Regions from separate parts of the Rattus norvegicus genome. Here region 1 is linked to region 2. A link is a contact called in public Hi-C data. All regions are on one chromosome and are shown on one strand. The core of a region is the stretch at or near the end of the contact, and the rest is flanking DNA. Distances in the headings are between cores, read along the strand shown.

Region 1 (2,700 bases), core at 17-2,516, 54 kb before region 2:
AGGCTCCACTTTGAGTCTGGTTCTTGGAGTTACTCATAGGAACTACCCCGGTTCTAGAAACTCTTCTGTCTACTTTGCCCATTTATATAGCAGGAGGAGGGATTTGAGCAGGGATCTCTGCCCTCCCTACTGGCCCTCCTGGGCTGGGTTTACCTTCAAAGCTCCCTCTGACTCTGTCAATCTTGTTTCTGGCAGGATCTGCCAGTGCCAAGAGAGCCTTTATAGAGCCAGTCTGACTCCCCTCCACTTAAAGCCACTCCTCATGAGAGCCATTCACTCGCAGACTTGGAATTGACTGTTTAACCACTGAGCTTCCTGTTTAACCACTGAGCTTCCTGTTTAACCACTGAGCTTCCTGGCCTCTAGGTTTCTGTTTTGTCCATGAGGAAGTCACACAAGGTCTTGCTTGTGTGTGTGTGTGTGTGTGTGTGTGTGTGTGTGTGTGTGTGTGTGTGTGTGTGTGTTCTGGAGTCCCTGTCATGATTTGGTATACACCTATCCCTGTGAAACTGGAGCAAACTTCACAGACTCCTCCAGCCTGCCTGTCTTTTCAGTGTTCTGCATAGCATTTCTAGAACTTTTTAGAACAGCTTGGAAGCTAACTAGCTCAGACCCAGTTGGCCTTCTAGCCCTCTGCAGGGAGCCACAGGAGCTGGATGTTGACAGTTATAGATGCCAGTCCTTGATGTCTCTCTTCCAAAGACTGTCCGTCCAACTTTTGGTGGAGTGTGTGTGTAGACAGGGAATGGAGTCTTCAGAAATGAGATGACCAACCCAGACCGCACATCTAGCAAGGGCAGGGCAGGGCAGGTAGGAACTCCAATCTAGGATGTTTCAGGACCCAACTCAAAGTTCTACCCCATACTGCCCCTGCCCTCAGCCCCACACTATTCCGAATCACTCCTGCCTATCCCTTCTCCCAGGCTCAGCCAGAGTCATCTTGAGCAGGCCCCTGCTGGGGCTCCTCTTAGCCACCCATCTGGTCCTGTCTGAGGGCTGGCTTGTCTCCTGTCAGTCTGAGGGTGAGGCCCACTATGCCTTTTCCTGTGTTCCCTGCACAGGATGAAGGAGCAGAAAAGGGGTTCGGGAAGGAAGATGCGCCCCCAGGGGCTGAGACTCAGGAGGGGTAGGCGGCTCCATGGGTGTCGCATCTGCTTCTTATTTTTCAGAGTTATTTTAAGCCAGTGGTCTGGTTGTAAGAGCAGCACGAGTCTGTGGATGTGGCTCTGGACTCTCCCTCTTCCTCTTGTCTCCTTACCCCGCCTCCTCATCCCAGGCATCAGACAACTGCTGTTGGTGCTGCTGGGGCGGGCATCCTCCCCCACAAGCTCTCCAGTCTTCTCCCCTCCTCCTTGGGTGACTGTGACAGCCAGCCCACTGCCCCCCCCCACTCTGGGGGGAGCAGCCTAAGGCTCCAATTGGCAGCTTGAGAGGACTTTTAACAATGAAAAAAAAACCCATCATTGCTTTTATCTGGTTAAAGCCCTCCAGTGGCTTTTCTTGTAGTTGGGATCAGAGCCAAAGCCCCCATCTTGGCCTTCAGTGCCTCAGGCTCCTCGAAGCCTCATTTCCTGAGGCTTGGGTTCAATTGTGTGCCCCTTCAGGAAGACCTCTCCTGACCCTCTGACTACAGCACCCCCAGTTCTGCTTCTGTTCCCTCCTCTGGGGCTGGATTTTAGGGTTGCCACTGAGCTGGTCACTCTTAGGAAGTGTCTTGTTTCTCTGCTTATCACCTGGCTTTGTGACAAGGCCAGACTCCTCTATCTCGTGCCCTCACACCCCCATGCATTGCTGGTACCTATGGCCCACCCAGCACTTAGGACTTCCTTAAAAGCATTTTGTGAATGAACAAGTAGGAACAGATGAAGTCACGAGCAGATGATGAAGCTAGTTACACTGGCAGTTGATGACGTGCGCGCGCACGCGTGTGTGTGTGTGTGTGTGTGTGTGTGTGTGTGTGTGTGTGTGTGTGTGTGTAAAATCATTTGCCCTTTTAACCACAGGCTTGGGAGGCCCTGGCCTGAAGCTCTGCGTGTGTAGGATGCTCACAGGTGTGTGTGGGGGCATCATTTCCTGGTCAGTCATGTGGGGTCTTTCACCTCTTAGGCCTTTATGACTCCACCTGTGGGCTGATGCTATCTGCCTGGCAGCCATGGCCTCTGAGGTCATCTATGCCAGCACTGGTGGGGAGGGAGTGAGTCAGGAGTGCATGGCAGCTCACCTTGGTATTCTGCTCCTGGAGTGTAGGCCCGGGCCAAGAGAGCCGCTGGGAGAGCTGCCTGGATCTCACTACTGGGAGACAGACTGCATTCACAGTCAAGGTCCCTAGACACAGTGACAGCTTCAATGGGATACATTTTCATCTTTGTGGATGGCCTTGTGTTTGAAGAACTTTCTTTGATACGTTTATTTCTCGAATCCCTGGCTCTCGATTGCTATGCATTATTTTCCATGAAATAAAAGTAAGAAAACAAAAAAGTCCCACTCCACCTCAATTACATCAGGCCAAGGTGGCTCCTGTCTCATTCCCTGGGCTTTTCCTGTGAAGACAATTGGTAGGATGTGGCCCATGTGGCTCTTGACTTTAGGTGGATGGTATCCTCGCTCTGTGCCTTAGTTTCCTCCTCTGACTCATGAAAGGGGTTACTCCTTCATTATGAATGCTACCATCTTGGCAGGGGAGCCAGATGGAGAGGTGTC
Region 2 (2,700 bases), core at 46-2,545:
GTGGCCCAAGAACAGTCTGGGTCTCGATATAAAGGTCTTATTCTTTGGAGTCATCTGAAATGTGGTAACCACCAAACTCAGTATTTATTTTAGGGAGTTAGATGGTAAATAGCTGAGCCCAGACTAAGGGTCTATACTCCCCTCTGCTGGTCACTTAGTAGAGTGTCATGGTCCGGAGCCTTCCAGGTAGACCTGCTGCCCTCTGCTGGACAGGAAACCCTACGGGGTGGAGACTAGGATGCTAAAGCAATTCTAGACCTGGCCCCCGGGTAGACCCACTTAGCCAGCTCGGCCTCCACATCCCCTTCCTGTGCGTCCCAGCGGCCGGCCTCGCCCTAAGATCCCTAGGAAGTGGTGGTGGTGGTGGTGGTGTCTTGTGGGGAGTGGGGGAGTGTCCTGGACAATTCGAGAGGAGGGGTCAAGACCTGACCCTCCTCAAGCCGTCCTCTAAACAACCGTGGCCAGGTGGGGGTCCCTGTCTGTCCACGTGCGTGTGTCGGTCCACATGGCAGTGTGCAGTGACCCCAGTTAACACGTGTGAACACACGCGCTCACATGCACACGCATGTGGCCAGAGACAAATCACACGCCAATAGGTGCACGCACTCTGGGAAGACCGCGGGCTGGGCTGGCTTAAGACTTGCTGGAGCCTGGGACCCAGAGGGGCCCTGCGTGGTGCAGGGCGGGAGCGCGGGGGCGCCGGCCCGGGAGCGTTCTTCGTCTGTGCCCCGCTGCCACTCTCGCTGCCCCCTGGGCTCTGGGCAGCTGCCGGGACGCTCCTCGATCTTCGCCTGGTTCTCTGAAAGAAGGACCCCCACCCAGGTTTTGCGGCCGCGCCTTCTCTCTCCTCCCCCGCCCCGCTCCAGAGCTCGCTCACTAGCTCCCTCCCTCCCTCCCTCTGTCCCTCCTCCCTCCCTGGCTCGCTGCTCGCTCCTCTCGCTCCCTCCCCACGCCGCGGCAGAGCGCGGAGCCCGAGCGGGAGCCGGCGCGGGAGCCGGAGCGGGCGGCTGCTCAGGAGGCGGCCGGACCTGGACCGGTCCCGGTCCCGGAGCGCGCGGAGTCCCCACCCGCGCCGCTCGGGCCCCTCTCCCGACGCGGGGCTCAGAGCAGCATGCGCAGCAGCTGTCCACCGGCCCCAGCCCTGGCCCCGGCACCGCTGCGGAGAACGCCCGGCCTCGACCCCGGCCCCAGCGGTAGAGGCGGTGGCGGCCGCTCCCGGCCGGCCCGAGGGACAGAACCAGGCTCCGGGAGCCCGCGACAGGCGTCCTGAGAGCTACGGTTTCTCAGCCCGCCGCGGCCGCGGCCTCAGCCTCCGCCCCCGACTCCTGAGCTCCTGCCCTAGGGCCGGCTGGGCTCCCGCCCGCGTGGGACAGACAGACGGAAAGCCAGCCCTGCGAGGGCGCGCGGACCGGGCGGAGGTGTTGTAGGAGGAGACGGAGGAGGGGGGCTGGGCTGGGGCTGGGGCCGCGCCGGCAAGAGAGACATGCGATTGGTGACCAAGCCGAGCGGACGGACAGCGCGCCCGAGATGCAGGTGAGCCCCTTCGCCTTGGCCGAGCCCGAGTCGGCAGCCCTGCGGCGAGTGCCTCTGGGAGCTGCTGTCGGCCCAGGCTTCACCCTCCTGGGGCTATGTAGGACACCTTGTACCACCCAGACCCCCTTTGGGGTCGCAGGCCTGACCCTCAAGTTTCAAATGATTTTCCCATTTCCCTTCCGCCGGTCCTAACAGATCCCAGGTTGGCAAGCTGGGACCCGTGGTCATCCCTACCATTCTTTTCCATTCCTGCCCTGGTGCCCCCTAAATCATTCTCCCACTCTGGGCAATGGTCACCTAAGAGGATACGTTCTCTGAGCCCTGGGTGAGTCTCCTTCGGTGGACCAGAGACCACCCCCCCGCTTGGGGACACGGCTAGCAAACAGTTTCTCCCCAAGCTCCTGCTCGGATTGCCCCTCTCTCCACAAGAGCCTTGTCAGCCTCTTTCTGGCTCCTTTCTCGCTCCTCCTGGGTGAAAGGGAGGTGGAGGGCGGAAGAAAAGGGAGGGGGGGAGTCCAGTTGAGGAAGACCCAGGAACCTTCGGGGCTCCCCTTTGTCTGCGTTCAGCCCGGCTTCTCACCTCCTCCTGCCCCACTTTTCATACCGAGGGAAATGGGTGGGAAGTGGGAGCCTGCTGAGAAGGGGGAGGTGAGGAAGGAGCCTCTTGTGTATGTCCCCCAAACACACCCTATTCGGGTGGGTTTTGGGCTTCCTGCCCTCTAAGACAACCAGATGTTTCTTTCTGGGTGGGTCCCACTTTGAAGAGGGGTGGGGCCAGGTAGGTGGGCAGTCCCCTGAGGTCTCTTATTGCTGGGGTCCCTGACCAGCCCCTGACCAGCTCTTGTTGTGGCTGCACCTCCCCTTTGTTCTCAAATGCCCTGTGGTGGGTGGGTGCAGTGGCGACTGGGGCACATGGAAGATGGGAACAGCTCTGCCCTGGTGGGTGGGAGTGCAAGAGGCTGCGGTGGGGGCAGGACCATCTGGGCCAGCCCCTTTCTGCCAGCCCAGCCTTTCCTCAGTCCTTGGCTGGGCTTGGACAGCCAGAGGGCGCCCAGCTCTCCTGGTTCCCGGCTCTGGGCTCAGCCCTGCTGGCCATTATGCCAACGACTTTAGCACGGGCCTTGGTGCCAAGGGAGCTCAGGGGCACCAAGCTGGCAGAGATCCTGG

What was found. A called contact is a pair of places that touch in the nucleus more often than the background predicts.
Region 1: a contact with region 2 is called in a Hi-C map of prefrontal cortex, with 2.8 times the contacts expected there. The contact joins the enhancer-like site here to the promoter of Lingo1 in region 2. A contact is called at or near these places in 4 of 12 Hi-C or Micro-C datasets (frontal cortex, liver, prefrontal cortex and 1 more).

The regions. Positions count from the first base shown.
Region 1 is chr8:65,976,582-65,979,281 of GRCr8, reverse strand. It overlaps a transcript of Lingo1 not described here. Among named protein-coding and RNA genes, the nearest start is that of Lingo1, 54 kb to the right of the region's middle. Within about 2 kb of position 1,266, at least 23 of the 93 cell types and tissues checked have an H3K27ac peak or open chromatin away from gene starts, as enhancers often do. A contact at or near this core is called in prefrontal cortex, where this site is marked.
Region 2 is chr8:65,922,761-65,925,460 of GRCr8, reverse strand. Lingo1 (leucine rich repeat and Ig domain containing 1) reads left to right here and starts at 1,295. Exons shown (of 2, transcript NM_001100722.1): 1 at 1,295-1,533. The coding sequence starts at 1,528.